Linked DNA regions of Gossypium hirsutum: regions 1, 2, 3 and 5 are each linked to region 4. A link is a contact called in public Hi-C data. All regions are on one chromosome and are shown on one strand. The core of a region is the stretch at or near the end of the contact, and the rest is flanking DNA. Distances in the headings are between cores, read along the strand shown. Region 1 holds the start of LOC107922232 (serine/threonine-protein kinase CTR1). Region 2 holds the start of LOC107949465. Region 3 holds the start of LOC107949479 (UTP--glucose-1-phosphate uridylyltransferase). Region 4 holds the start of LOC121213624 (trihelix transcription factor PTL). Region 5 has its middle 11 kb from the start of LOC121213523.

The links. Hi-C and Micro-C count contacts between places; a contact is called where the count stands out from the background.
Region 1: a contact with region 4 is called in a Hi-C map of leaf, with 2.6 times the contacts expected there. The contact joins the promoter of LOC107922232 here to the promoter of LOC121213624 in region 4. A contact is called at or near these places in 9 of 34 Hi-C or Micro-C datasets (anther, callus, hypocotyl and 3 more).
Region 2: a contact with region 4 is called in a Hi-C map of leaf, with 2.4 times the contacts expected there. The contact joins the promoter of LOC107949465 here to the promoter of LOC121213624 in region 4. A contact is called at or near these places in 2 of 34 Hi-C or Micro-C datasets (callus and leaf).
Region 3: a contact with region 4 is called in a Hi-C map of leaf, with 1.6 times the contacts expected there. The contact joins the promoter of LOC107949479 here to the promoter of LOC121213624 in region 4. A contact is called at or near these places in 2 of 34 Hi-C or Micro-C datasets (both in leaf).
Region 5: a contact with region 4 is called in a Hi-C map of leaf, with 3 times the contacts expected there. The contact joins the enhancer-like site here to the promoter of LOC121213624 in region 4. A contact is called at or near these places in 5 of 34 Hi-C or Micro-C datasets (all in leaf).

What each region holds. Positions count from the first base shown.
Region 1 is chrD01:33,808,816-33,811,515 of Gossypium_hirsutum_v2.1, forward strand. LOC107922232 (serine/threonine-protein kinase CTR1) reads right to left here and starts at 1,371. Exons shown (of 16, transcript XM_016852149.2): 1 at 555-1,371. The coding sequence starts at 1,178. It overlaps LOC107921237 (a long non-coding RNA gene), which reads right to left. Exons shown (of 2, transcript XR_001690990.2): 1 at 2,444-2,700; 2 at 1,873-2,110.
Region 2 is chrD01:33,026,761-33,029,460 of Gossypium_hirsutum_v2.1, forward strand. LOC107949465 reads left to right here and starts at 1,289. Exons shown (of 3, transcript XM_016884118.2): 1 at 1,289-2,265. The coding sequence starts at 1,579. It also overlaps the pseudogene LOC121213578.
Region 3 is chrD01:33,077,833-33,080,532 of Gossypium_hirsutum_v2.1, forward strand. LOC107949479 (UTP--glucose-1-phosphate uridylyltransferase) reads right to left here and starts at 1,387. Exons shown (of 4, transcript XR_005908960.1): 1 at 1,120-1,387; 2 at 1-826.
Region 4 is chrD01:33,457,025-33,459,724 of Gossypium_hirsutum_v2.1, forward strand. It overlaps LOC121213624 (trihelix transcription factor PTL), which reads left to right and starts at 1,416. Exons shown (of 2, transcript XM_041086434.1): 1 at 1,416-2,035; 2 at 2,579-2,700. The coding sequence starts at 1,596.
Region 5 is chrD01:32,952,812-32,955,511 of Gossypium_hirsutum_v2.1, forward strand. No RefSeq gene overlaps it. Among protein-coding and RNA genes, the nearest start is that of LOC121213523, 11 kb to the right of the region's middle. Within about 2 kb of position 1,255, at least 3 of the 9 cell types and tissues checked have an H3K27ac peak or open chromatin away from gene starts, as enhancers often do. A contact at or near this core is called in leaf, where this site is marked.

The DNA of each region.
Region 1 (2,700 bases), core at 121-2,620, 350 kb after region 4:
TTACTACTTTAAGTAACTGCATTGATCTGGTAGCTACGCCACCTACAGAATTTAAAGGCCCTAGAGGAGCATTTGTCATACAACTTCCTACCAAGATAACTAGAAGTTTGAACTAATAAAAACCCTATTGAACCAAAAAAGGATAAAGGCCCAGTAGAAATTGCTTGCTTTTTGAGATCCCACTATAAATTTTATCCATATAGATTCTGATTGCCAACTCATGCATACTAGATCCAAATGTAAAAATAATATTGCCATAAATCGACAAGATTTTTCTAAACCCGAACCAATAAAAAACTACTCTTGACCAACCAACTTGTCACATCCTATCCTTTGAATCATTCAGAGTTCACAACAAAATGTAAGAGTTCACTCACACAATCCAGTTCATCTCGTAACAGATATTTGGAATCATCTAAAAAGTAAATCCATTCACTATCACGACCGTTATATTTGCCTATGCATATTCCTTCAATCTCCTAGCCTTACTGTTCATTTAAGTTAATTTAAACAAGCTAATAGTGAAATGAACAAAGAAATCACTAGAAATATACCCAGAACCGGTGGGAAACTATCTCAGCTGAGGCGGAGCTAGAGCTAGTTCCCCGAATAGCAGAATCATCCGAATCCGGACCCAGAAAATTCGGGTCATCAGCACAGGTAGCTTCCGAAGAAAGCCTCAAAGCCAACGCCAACTGCAATTGATAACTCTCCTCCGTTTGCTGCGCCCAGCTTTTTCCAGAGGACGAACCCCCAATTTTCGTTCTTAAATCCACATGCTCACAGCTCCCGTCGTGACCATAAACGAACCCATCAATCTCGTTGGCGGCCGTCGTAGAAAAGGTCGGCACATAATAATCTCCCGATAAAGAGCTCTCACCAAAGCTACTTCCACTCGATTGCCGTTGAAGACTGATCGACGAAGCAAAAGTATTCCCTCCCCCGCCGCCGCCACAGATTCGATTTACTTGTAGCTGGTTCTGGTTTTGGTTCTGACTGAGACTCTGATCCCAATCAGTTAAACCTCTCTCTGATTTCACTTTGTTCTTATTACTGGTGGCTTCGCTTGAAAGTGAATCGCAATAGGGAGGCGGAGCTCCTGATATGGACACGGTGTACTGGTCGTCGGGATACTGGCTAAGGAGAGAGTAATTAGATCTTCGTCCGGGCATTTCCATTGATACTCTAAAGGAATTGATCACAAAACCCTAGAAACCCTAGGAACCGCCATTGTTGAATATTTCAAGCCTTTCTAGTTTTTTTTCCTGAACTCTTTTTACTAATTTCTTGTTTTCCCTCTTTCTAGAATTCGATTATCGGAGAGAGAAAGAAAAAAAAAGGGAAAAGATACCATTTTTATTCGGTGGCCTAATCGTTTGTTTTTTATTCTCGAATAAACTATATAATTAATCACTAAAATTTAGTAAAAATTTTAAATAATATTATTAAATTGTTTTCTTGCTTTAATCGCTTGTTGTTAATTTAATTAACTGAAATTCATTTTAATCATTCTTTATTTTTTAAAAAAAATAATAATTATTTGATAATCTCAATATAAATTTTGATTATATCTATTTTGTTGACACAATACTTATAATTGTTTATATTCTCTTCTTAACTCAATAATAAATTTCAACACATTCAAATACATGTCCTCTGGATAACAATATCCAAATCAACTAGATATTTTTTTAATTTCTTTTATTATTTTAAAAAAATTACTAAAAATTGCGTTACTTAACTATAAATAAGAAATGCAAGTTTTATTTTAAAACTCAAGTTTTTTTCTACAAAAACTCAAATAGTTTCCTATAAAAACCTACGTAATTCTTTGACAAAACTTAATCTTAATTTAGTTTTTGAAAATACAAATAAAAAATAAAAATTCATTTTTAATTGTAATACAAAATTATTGCCCGGGGCCCAAAATCATTTACACAGCCCAAATTAAATACAATCAAACCCAATAAAACTTGGGCCAATCCCAACCCAATTACAAGGCCCAATTGGCCTGAAGTCACAGAAACCCTAAGCAGCAGATCGCCGCAGCTGCTCCCGCACGTCGCCCTTGCACGTCACACACGTTGTCCCGCGCTCCAGCACGTTCTTCCTGCAGCAGACAACAAACCTCGGCCACGAACAATAGTAGAAAAATACAATGAAAATGTAAAAAGGGAGGACAGTTTTTAGAGAATGGCTTTTTTCTATTTTTTCGGCTATATAAAGCCAATTGTTTTTTTGTAAAAAGGTGACATTTTTTTATATCTAGAAAACGATTGAAAAGAAATAAAAAGCAAAGGATCGAAGGGGGATTTTTGGGGAAGGTGATTAACTTTTCTTTGTTTTGTTTTTTCGTTGCATCTTACCACTTTTCTTGTTTTTTGTCTTCTCTTCTTTCTTTCTTCCACACTAAACAAATAGAAAAGAACAGGAAGAACCATACCTGGAGGGCGTGCTTGCGAAGTTCTTCCTGGTTCTGTGCAGAGAGCAGAATGAAGGAGTAGAAGGGGTTTTGGGAGAAGCGGCGCACGCAAGAAGAGAATAGCTTAGGGTTTTTTTTTAAGTTTTAGATGGCTTTTATGCAGCATATAAAACAGCGTCGTATAAGTAACCCGAAAACCGTGTGACCCGACCCAAAACCCGATCAGATCCGCGTGTTTTAGGCACTAATGGGTTATTTATGCTTTTAATCCTCTCACG
Region 2 (2,700 bases), core at 39-2,538, 430 kb before region 4:
TTTAAAAAATTAAATATTGAGTTTTTTTAATGAAATGAAAATTAGTACTGAAATCAACAAACAATAATAATAATAATAATAAAAGCTTAAAATAATAGTTAAGGAAGTCTTTACATGCACGACTCTTCATCGATATCATTCTTATTAAAATAAATGAAGTTTTAGTGACAATTATTTACAATTTTTCTTTTTATAATGGGTTGTCTTTTATTATTTGTTCATGAAATGCATACTCATCGCTCTAGAAAAACACAATGTGACAAATACATAGGAGATTGTTTTTATGAGTAAATTTGTCCATTTTGGAAGATAACAAGAGGAACAGGATCCGTTTTTCCAATATTTAAGAAAATAAGTCAATTTTATAGAGAGATCCAAAAAACGTGTTCTACAAAACATATATTTTTTAATAACTTAACATAACAACTCCTTTAATTAGATGATTAAATGTTGGTAGTTTTGCCTTTGAGTCTCAGGTTTGATTTCTCTTCTACTCTACTCACATTTGTATTCTTATTTTCATGTTGATTTAATTTTTTTTTTAAAATTAATTAATAATTAATAAATATATTTTCAAATTTTTTAATTCATCTTTTTAATTAATAACTCTTTTATTTAATTTTTTAAAAAAAATTAAAATAACGTGAAATTAAGAATACAAATGTGAATAGGAGAGGAACCAAACTCGAGGCTTAAGGATAAAACAAATAACATTTAGCAATCTAACAAAAAAAACTGACATGTTAAGTCATTAAAGAAAACACATTTCGTAGAATACTTTTTCAGACACAAAAAGTGCTTCGTGCTGGATGCGTTTTTAATTTATCTCTTTAAAATCGACTTGTTTCCTAAATATAAAAAAAATCAATTTAAATCCGTAATTATTTTTTAAAAACGATATTATGGCTGTTTTTATAATCTCCTTTAAGACAAGACAAAGCATTTTTTTTATATATAGTATATATATAAATTTGCTTTCTTTTTTGATTTTACTCTCTCTTTCTTTAATTTTCTTTTATGCCCATAATCTCTGTACGTTACCCATTTTATTATAGTTTTCTTTTCATTTGAACATTAAAGTTGAATTTTAATATTTAAAGGTATAATTTAAAAAGTAGAGCATATTCAAATGGTACAAAATCAATTAATAATATTAAGAATTAAAAATAGAGGCTAAATTATAAAAATGTAAAGTGTACAAGGACTGAATTCAAAATTAAACCCCTTTATTTATTGGTTGTTGTTTGGGTAAAATGTAAAATCCTTTCTGTATTATTATTTTATAATAAGTTTCTTTTTATCACTATCTTCACCTCGATATTGTGAACCTTCAAGATTTGAATCAGAGAAGGGAACTCTCCTCATTCTTTCCTTTCTGAGTTTTTCTCCCTATTTATTCATTTATAGGCCAACTCCTTCGTCTTCTTCATCAAAATCTTATCTTTTGCTGCGTTGATTTTTTTCTGGTTTACAGTTGAATTCTCTTCAACTCTTTCACTGTGCTGAAGCTCAAAGCTTGTCGAGATTTTTCTAATTACATTGTCAAAAGTGAAAGGGAAATTCAAATATATCTTTTGAATGATGGCTCGGAAGCATTTGCACGAGTTACTTCAAGAGGATCAAGAGCCATTCCTTTTGAAGAATTACATTGCTGATAGGCGTTGTCAACTCAAGAAATCACCACCTAAAACTCATCTTCAACTCCATAAACCAAAACCCATCTCTCAAAACTCCAACTTTCCTTTAAATTTCTGCAAAAAAGCTTGCCTTTTCTCTTTCCATGACTCACCAGACTTGAACAAATCTCCTTTGTTTCAACCTATAACCCCCAACACCAAAAACACCAATGGCACTGCTTTTGGGTTATTTGGTTCCATTCTAAAGAGGCTAACTCATCGTACCAAAAACCCAAAGCCTGAAACAGCTACTAAAGGATCAAAAGTTTCAGTGAAGGACATTTTGAGGTGGGATTCAACTGTGAGGAAAAACAATGTAATGAGTGAAGACAAGTGTGGTTCAAGTTCTTACACTGATAGGCCTACCAGTGATGTTTGGTCCCAAAGCAATGAAGAAATGGACATGGATACTTCATGTAGCTCTAGTCCATCGGGGGATTTTGAAGAGGTTTTCATTTCCAATGAAGTTGTAGGAAATAACTCAGCTTTTGCTTCTTTTGATAAGCACTTTTCTCAAAGCCCTTTACGTTTTGTGCTTCAAACTAGCCCTTCTTTCTCGGCTACATCTCCCAGTCTCCATGAAAGAAAGGTCAGTGCCTTTAATTGAATGATTACTTATAATCAATTGGTTAATTAAAACTGCAACTCTGATCTGGTTAAAGCTTCTTCATTTTGTTTTTTTTTTTGGGGGGGGGGGGCGGGGGGAGTAAACTCGTGACTCAGGTGACTGAGTTCTTTGACTTGCTTGAACTGTCGGCAAATTGAATCACTCTGCTGCACATTTTTGGGGTCTAATTGTCGTTTTAGTCTTCTACTATGCTAAAATTAAAGTAGAAGGATTAAATCTCAAACTTTAGCATACTTGAGGGATTAAAACCATATTTAGACGGCTGAAATTTAATCTGAATTGCCATATATGCCTGCTGGTTTCTGGTTGATTTGACTGGTATTAAGTGTTATATATGCCATTTAGTCCTTTCATTTTGTTTAATTGTACCTTTGATTATGTTTCTACCTTGCAAAT
Region 3 (2,700 bases), core at 137-2,636, 380 kb before region 4:
TATAAAATAGACAAACTTCAGAGCAAGAATTCTAGACAGAGACTACAAAATAAGAAATAAACCTATCATTCTGCACAATTATCAGAAGTAAACCGATAAGAACTGGGAAAAGGATATTCTCTCTATACTAAGATCCTCAATCAAGCTACTTAAGTAAGGAACCACTTAGTAATAACTCAAGATTCTGTCATCTATATATCGAGAAACTCATGTCCACAACTCAAAATCACTCTTAAATCATCCATCAAGCACATCCAATCTTACAACAATTACTGCCAACAAACTTAGCCGGTCTCTTATTTCCTCTCTAGTTAAATTAATAAAATTAACATCCAATGCACACCTTATAACCTACGATTTTTATACTCAATTTCGGTCACAGAAACCACAGTTCAGAGATAAAACCCACCCTTTCCACCAAAATTAGAGAAAAAAAGAAAAAGAATCCATCCTATCAAAACATTCAAATATCAAACCCAGAAAAAGAAACTTTAAAAATATAATAAAAACATACTTGATTGTAGCCTTCTTCCCAGTCCCTTTTGCTCCATTTTTTTCTTCTCCAACATAAGACATTTAGTTATCATGTTACATATCAAGTAAACGAATTGAACAGAATCATTGGTCGGTATTGGATAAGTAGCCTTCTTATATTGTTTCAATATATAAAACTATATATTGTTACATTAATGTTCTCTGGACCAGCAATCTCTGCATCTAGTTGAGTACCATCTGCAGTATTTCCAGCACTGGTATTTCTTTTTCCTATTTCCTCCAAAGTTACAGATCCCTTCTCAGGTTTCTTCTGCTTGTCACATTCAGAAACCTACCAAAACAGACCATGCTAAATGTAAAAACAAATAATTTCCTTTCTAGACTAGAAAAGAACATTTGAAAAACTTTGGGCTTGAAGACATAAATAAACTCTACATTCATCTTTTCCCTTGAAAAATAATCTAGAGTTATATGTCATTCCACATTGAAAAACTGGTCTATGAAGAAAAATGAACGAACAATTCATCTTGTTATAAAAACAAATACAAATACCCAGAATCCAAAATCAGCGTTATAAAAACAAAAGAACAGGAAAATCGAGAAGATAGGAAAACTCGTTCTTACAGCTTGTATGTTCCTATCCTCATCGTCAAAAAAGAGCATTGAGTTGAAGGGATTTCCAGTCCTTGAGTGAATTCTCTGGAAATGATCGATCTACTCAAACCTCAAAGTGAAGAAGAAATTGGGAGAGGCGCAATTTAGGGTTTGGATTTGGTTGAAAAATGAGAGCATTTTAACCATAAGAGGGGTTGTTTGCCCTAGATTTGGTACGGCGCCGTTTATCTTCTCTTGAAATGGTGTCGATTTTGATCTGTTTTTGGGGAAATGGTGTGATTTTTTTAAATTAAAATGATTTTTTTTGCGGCTTACCTTTTGCAGAGTTTGTATAAAAATACCACAAAAATTAATTTATTTTGAACAAAACGACGTCGTTTGTATATAGTAACGACGTTTTTTTGCTAAAAACGCCGCTAAAGCTCGCATATTTTTAATATTTAATTATTGTATCTTTCATATAAATTTTAAATAAATAATTATTAAATTTTAAGTAATATTTATAAGAATTAGATAAAATTATAAAATTTAGTTTTTTATTTCAATTTTATTTTTGTATTTTATTTTTATTTCTTATAATTTGGTCCTATCCAAATTAAATAATTACCTATATATCCATATCAATCTATTAATTTTTTTAACTTATTTATTAATTCTATTTAAACTAATATTTAAATATATTAAATGGTTTAGATTAAATATTTTTAAATATAAAGGCATTAATTAATTGTATAAAATTTTATCATTTAACAAATCTCAAGTAAACCTTAACCTTAAACCCTAAATTAACCATTCAATACATATAAAGTCTATTTATTATATTCTCTTAAATAATTTAATTTCAATATATTAAATTTATTATTATCTCTTTTACAATTATATAAAAACATATTTAATATATTAATTAAAAAATAACTAATCTAAACCCTAACTCGACTCTTAAATCCCTAAACCCTAAATCCCTAACTCTTAACCCTTAACCCCTAACCCCTAACCCCTAACCCCTAAACCTTAAATCTCAACCCTTAAACCATAATCCCTAAATCCATACTTCCTAAACCTTACACTATTAACTCCTAAACCGGCCTTAAATCTTAAATTAGTCATATACCCTAAACCAAAAACCCTAAACTATAGTGATAATTAATTCAATATTTTAAAATTAATACTATCTCTTTTACGATTATATAAGAAATTATTTAATATATAAATTAAAAAACAATTAGTAATGTACCCAAAAAAATTTAAAATTATTTTAAATAATAGTATTTTAATTTTTCCATTTTTAACAAATATTTTTTTATGTTTTTTATTTCAAATTATTTCTACGTGTCATTATTTCAAATTTATCCATTTTTAACAAATATTCAATTAAAAATAAATTGAATTTTAATTAATATAAATAAACCATTAAATAGTAAATAGACAGATAAAATGTTTTTGCGGCGCTTTTTCAGAAACGCCGCTAAATCCCTGAGCATTAGCGGCGCTTTTTTAAAAAAGCCGCTAAATCCCCTAGCAGTAGCGGCGCTTTTTCAAAAACGTCGCTAAATCCCTGAGCATTAGCGGTGCTTTTTCAAAAACGCCGCT
Region 4 (2,700 bases), core at 166-2,665:
CTTCCAAGCCCCAAAGGGCCCAAAGGTTTTTCTCGCGGTCGAGGAATGGGTTGTGATTGGAATGTTTTGACACTACCCTTGATTTTGGCCCCGGACTCGATTCAATTTAATTTTATTATAAAAAATTAATAATTCAAGTTTTTTAATTTAAAATCATTTTATTCAAAATGATCGACACAAAATGATTGGAACCTAGAGTGGTTTGGATTAAAAATGATTTGAATAAATAATTCAAAATGATATGGATCTCTTTTCTAAATTTAAAAAATGGGTAAAAATATATTTTTAGTTCTTTTTAATTTTGAAATTGGACAAATTAGTCCCTCTAAAAAATCTGGGAAATTTAATTCCTATCAATTTTGAATGTGAGAAATTAAGAACAATTAACCATGACGTTAATGTTTTCTATCATTTGTACATAATTTTGATTAGTATAATAACAAATTTAGCCATTAAAATTTACACATTTTGTTAATTTGGTAATAACTTAACAAATTTATCCTGTAATATTTTTGTAAATGTTAAATATTGAGGCTAAATTTGTTAAATTTTTTAGAATCTAGACCAAATTGACAAAACATATAAACATCGAGAGCTAAAATCATTTACAATTGACTGAAGACATTAATACCATGATTAATTGTCCTTAATTATTCACTTTCACTCTTAAAATTAACATAAATTAAATTAAAAAGAATGAATAAATGTTTTTATAAAAAATTCAAAAATTCTTTTACTTAAAATAAGCGGATACAAAATAAATATCAAAATCCAAGTTAAGGTACACCCAAATTAACCTGGGTTAGGATTAGAGGTGTTCATGGGCCGGGCTGGGCCCAGAAAAAATTTCGGCCCGGGTCCTAGGCCCGGGCCCGGCCCGGCCCAAAATATGGGCCTAGAATTTTGCCCAGGCCTGGCCTGGGAAAAAATTCATAAGCCCGGGCCCGGCCCGTTTTTTAAATATATACCAAAAATTTATTTTAAAAATTAAAATAAAAATTAAAAAAAGTATTTTAAAAATATTTTAAAATTAAAAAAAGTATTTTAAAAAAATTTTAAAAAAATTTTAAAATTAAAAAAAAAGTATTTTAAAAATATTTTAAAATTAAAAAAAGTATTTTAAAAAAATTTTAAAATTAAAAAATTAAAAAAAAGTATTTTAAAAATATTTTAAAATTAAAAAATAAAAATAAAAATATTTTTGCCGAAGCCCATATTTCGGGCCTATATTTTTACCAAAACTCTCCCATATTTCGGGCGGGCCGTCGAGCCGGCCCGGGCCGCCCGGCCCATGAACACCTCTAGTTAGGATTAATAGACACTCCAATTATGTACAAATGTAGGTAATTTTGGAAAAGATTGTAGCAAAATACGTATATTTGTAGAGTGTGGGACCGTTGTCCTAAGCTTAATTTGGAGATTTTTCGTGGACGACACGATCCGAGTCTGCCGCTTTCTCTATCTCTCTCTCTCATACACTCTTTCTCTCTATTAAAAACTTTCTCTTTCACTCTTTATTTTTATTTTTCTAGCTTTACTCTACTCTTTCCTTTTCCTTATCCATTGTTTTTTTCTTTTTGGATTCATAAATCGATATGGAAATGGAGGATCATCGTCACCATCAATATGCCATACCCGATCTTAGGCAACTACTCAACGGAAAACCCATCAATTTCCAAGCAATTCCACAGGATACTGAGTTATTCTCCCCCGGCCACCACCGGAATCTGCCGCCATCGCAGCAACCCCACCACCCCTTCGATGTGATGCAAATGGTGGGTAGACATGAGTTCCCTTCTGATTCTACTGGTAATACTAATGGCACTCCCATGGCTGCTGTTGCCACTGTCACTAGTGCTTCCACACTTAGTCCCAGCTGTGGGTTCGACGGTGAAGCCACTGCTTTTGGAGGTGACGGAGGAAATGGAAGGTGGCCGAGACAAGAGACTTTAACACTTCTTGAGATCAGATCTCATCTCGACCCCAAGTTCAAAGAAGCTAATCAAAAGGGTCCTTTGTGGGATGAAGTTTCCAGGTATATACAAATAATATATTTATTCTTCCATGCTCTCCATACCCTAATTCTCTATTTTCTTCCATTCCCAAAGCTAGCAACTTCACTCCACGGATTGTTTCTCCTTTTAAAGATATGAAATGGGGTTCAAACCAGGAACAGTATTACACGAGTTTTCTTCTTTTATTTATTTTTAAAGAAAATAAACGATAGCTGATCATTTCTATAGTCTTCAACTGACTTGCTCTCTTTTTTTCCTTTGAAAATGTGTTGCCTCCATTATTGTGCAAGTTTTTACTGGTTTTTACTATAAAAATGACTAACCTTTTGGATGTTTTAAGTACCCATCTGCAAGTTTTTTCCATGAAAAGACGTTTTCATCAGTCCCTTGCCGAAAGACCCATCTTTATTTTTCAATTTTGAATGGTCAAATAAGAGCTTTATCAACATTCATCACATGATATTTCCATGGTCATACAAATTTGAATTAGGGTTCATCTGTTTTCTAATAGGTTTAAAGTTTAATTTATTGCCATTTCCTTCCCTTTTCTCTTGGTGCTGTAGAGTCATGTTTGAGGAACATGGGTACCAAAGGAGTGGGAAAAAATGCAGGGAAAAATTCGAAAACTTGTATAAATATTATAAAAAGACTAAGGAAGGCAAGGCTGGGAGACAGGATGGTAAAC
Region 5 (2,700 bases), core at 5-2,504, 500 kb before region 4:
GGGGATATTATTTTCATTTCAAATCATGTTAAATTCTGATGGGATTTCATTCCAAACTTTTACCATTTCTTCATTTAATTTTTGTTTTATAAATTTATTATTTTCACATAAACAATAAAACAAGCATGCAAAGTGAATGGAATGGATGTAAATGTAATTTGAAAATCTTGTGGGAAAAAAGTGTTGTAAAAGTAATATTTCAAAATCAACTTTTTGAAAACAAAAGCAAAAAGGAGGTACAAAAAGCAAATGGTTTCAACTTCAATAAAATCTCAAACCTTTTGCTTCAGCAAAACCTCATTATCTATACTAACAACCAATTCTTTTCACTCAATTGGATAATACATGCATAAATGCAAAAGAAATATTTTTGAGGATTTTACTCGTTTAATTAAAAAATTATCCATTTTTCATAAGTTTTTTTTATATAATAATTCATCCTAAAATAAATCAACATCTAATTAATAGGATAAAACTTGAGATCTCCCACTTCTCATAATTAATCACTCATTTATTTTTCCTAAAAAAAATATCTTACTTTTTTTTTCTCTCTTTAATAAATATTTTTTCCTCAAGATCTGAGATTTAATTCTATGCTACCCTATGTGTAAGCTTGTAATGGCACCCAAAAACAAAAGAATTTGATTACATGCATTTGCATGTCTAACAAAGTTTAATATATATAAATATGCACTAGATTAGTAACATATATGTTAAAAATATACAGATTTATTTAGTGTTTTGTTAATCTTTCTACAATAAATAATTTTATGAAAAAAATCAATAATAAATTTTAGATTTGATTCAGTTTATATATTTATTTTTAATGCTTTTGAAATTATTAATTAATTTATTAATGATATGACTTAATATGCACAGGTGAATCCAGAAATTCTTTCAGGGGAAGAAATTGAATTATAAATTGAGAAGTAAAGATGTTTATTTAAATAATTGTATTAATTTAATAGTATTAATATGATATATAAGTGTTTGAATTTTGTTTTACTTATAACATAATCTGTTTTTTATTTTGATATTATACATATTTATGTATTATTGTATATTATTTTTAAATATAAATTTATATTCTAAATAAACGGAAAATAATAATTTGAAAAAGTTTGAATAAAAGTGTTGTTAGAAAATAAAAGTGAAAGAAAGTGGTTTGACTTGAAAGGGCCGGGGATGGATTGGTGGATTAGGGTCCGTCCAAAAACGAGGTAAGGGCAAAAAGGCCGACACTCTCTGACAGGAGGGTGAGTGAATGAACACGTGTGAAGTGGACAAGCTATAAAACTGGACGCATTATGTAGATGCATGGAATGACGGTGCATTTATAAGTCACTGTTACCTCTCTTGTCTTCACTCAAAAATGTTTGTAATGTGGCCCCATTTTGATTTTCTAACATTTATGGTACTTGGATTGCGTGGTCGGTCGGTTTGTGTTTTATTAATTCTTTTTAAAGGTAGACCAGATTGTTGAAGCCAAACAATATACAAACATATTAGTTAATTTTAAGCCATGTTTTATTTATGTGAGAATAAAATATCTCATGCTATTTTCTCCAATATAAACAATTCCTCCCATTCTCAAAACGTTAAAATTTTCTATTAGTCCCTATACTTTATGGAAGTTGTGAATTTAGTCTACTATACTTTGATTTGATCAATGCTAGTTCATGTCCTTTTTGAATTTTAAAATTTCAGTCCTCATCAAATGATAATTGTTAAATTTATTAAGTTAAGTTCTTCTGTTTCCAAAACTTGATGCACCAAACATATTATCGTGTGTAATGCCATGTCAGCTTATTATTTCCACATATTACTCATTACAAATCTAGTTAATGGATTGACGATTTCCATTCGCGTTAAGATTAAAATTTCAAATTCAATAAGCATATGGATTTAGAATGATCAGATTGGAGAAAATGGACCAAACCTACAATTGTACGCATAGTACACAACTAGTAATTGAATTTGACCAAACAAAATCAACTGTTTCTATTTGAGTCAATACTAAAATTTCAAAATTCAAAAAGTACAAGGGCTATAATCAATCATTTTGAAAAGTACATGTACTAAAAATGATCAAATTAAAATACAAAGACTAAATCCATAAATTTTGAAATGTATAGAGAATAATACTAAAATTTAATCTTCTCAAAATTTGCTTAAAACAACGGTTAAAACTTTCATCTAACATCTACATGATACATATTTAAATATTGTCACCCCTTACCCCTCTACAGTATTGTCATGATAAAAAAAATATCTTCCTATACATATTTAAATATGGTCACGCAAATAAAATAATAAGCACGAGAATAACCTGGTTTTTGTGGGTTTCTTTTTTCTAGGAAATTCATATTAATAGACAAATTTATTAAATAATTTCCTGAATTTTTATTAAATAATTTTACGATTAATTTTTATTATTCACGATTTTGATTTTTCTTAAAAATTATCTAGTTTTGGGGTGTGTGCTCAAACTCACCTCATCCTGTACTGACAACAATGTTAATGCCAATCGAACTAAGACTCAACTGACAAGAAATTATATTTATCTTTAAATTTTTTTATATTAAATATTAAATTAATTTTAAATAAATTATCTCTTTATTTTAAAATTTTATGTTATTGAATTAACTTTTAAGGCTATAATAATAAAATTATTGAATATTAAATTGTTAAGCTTAAAAT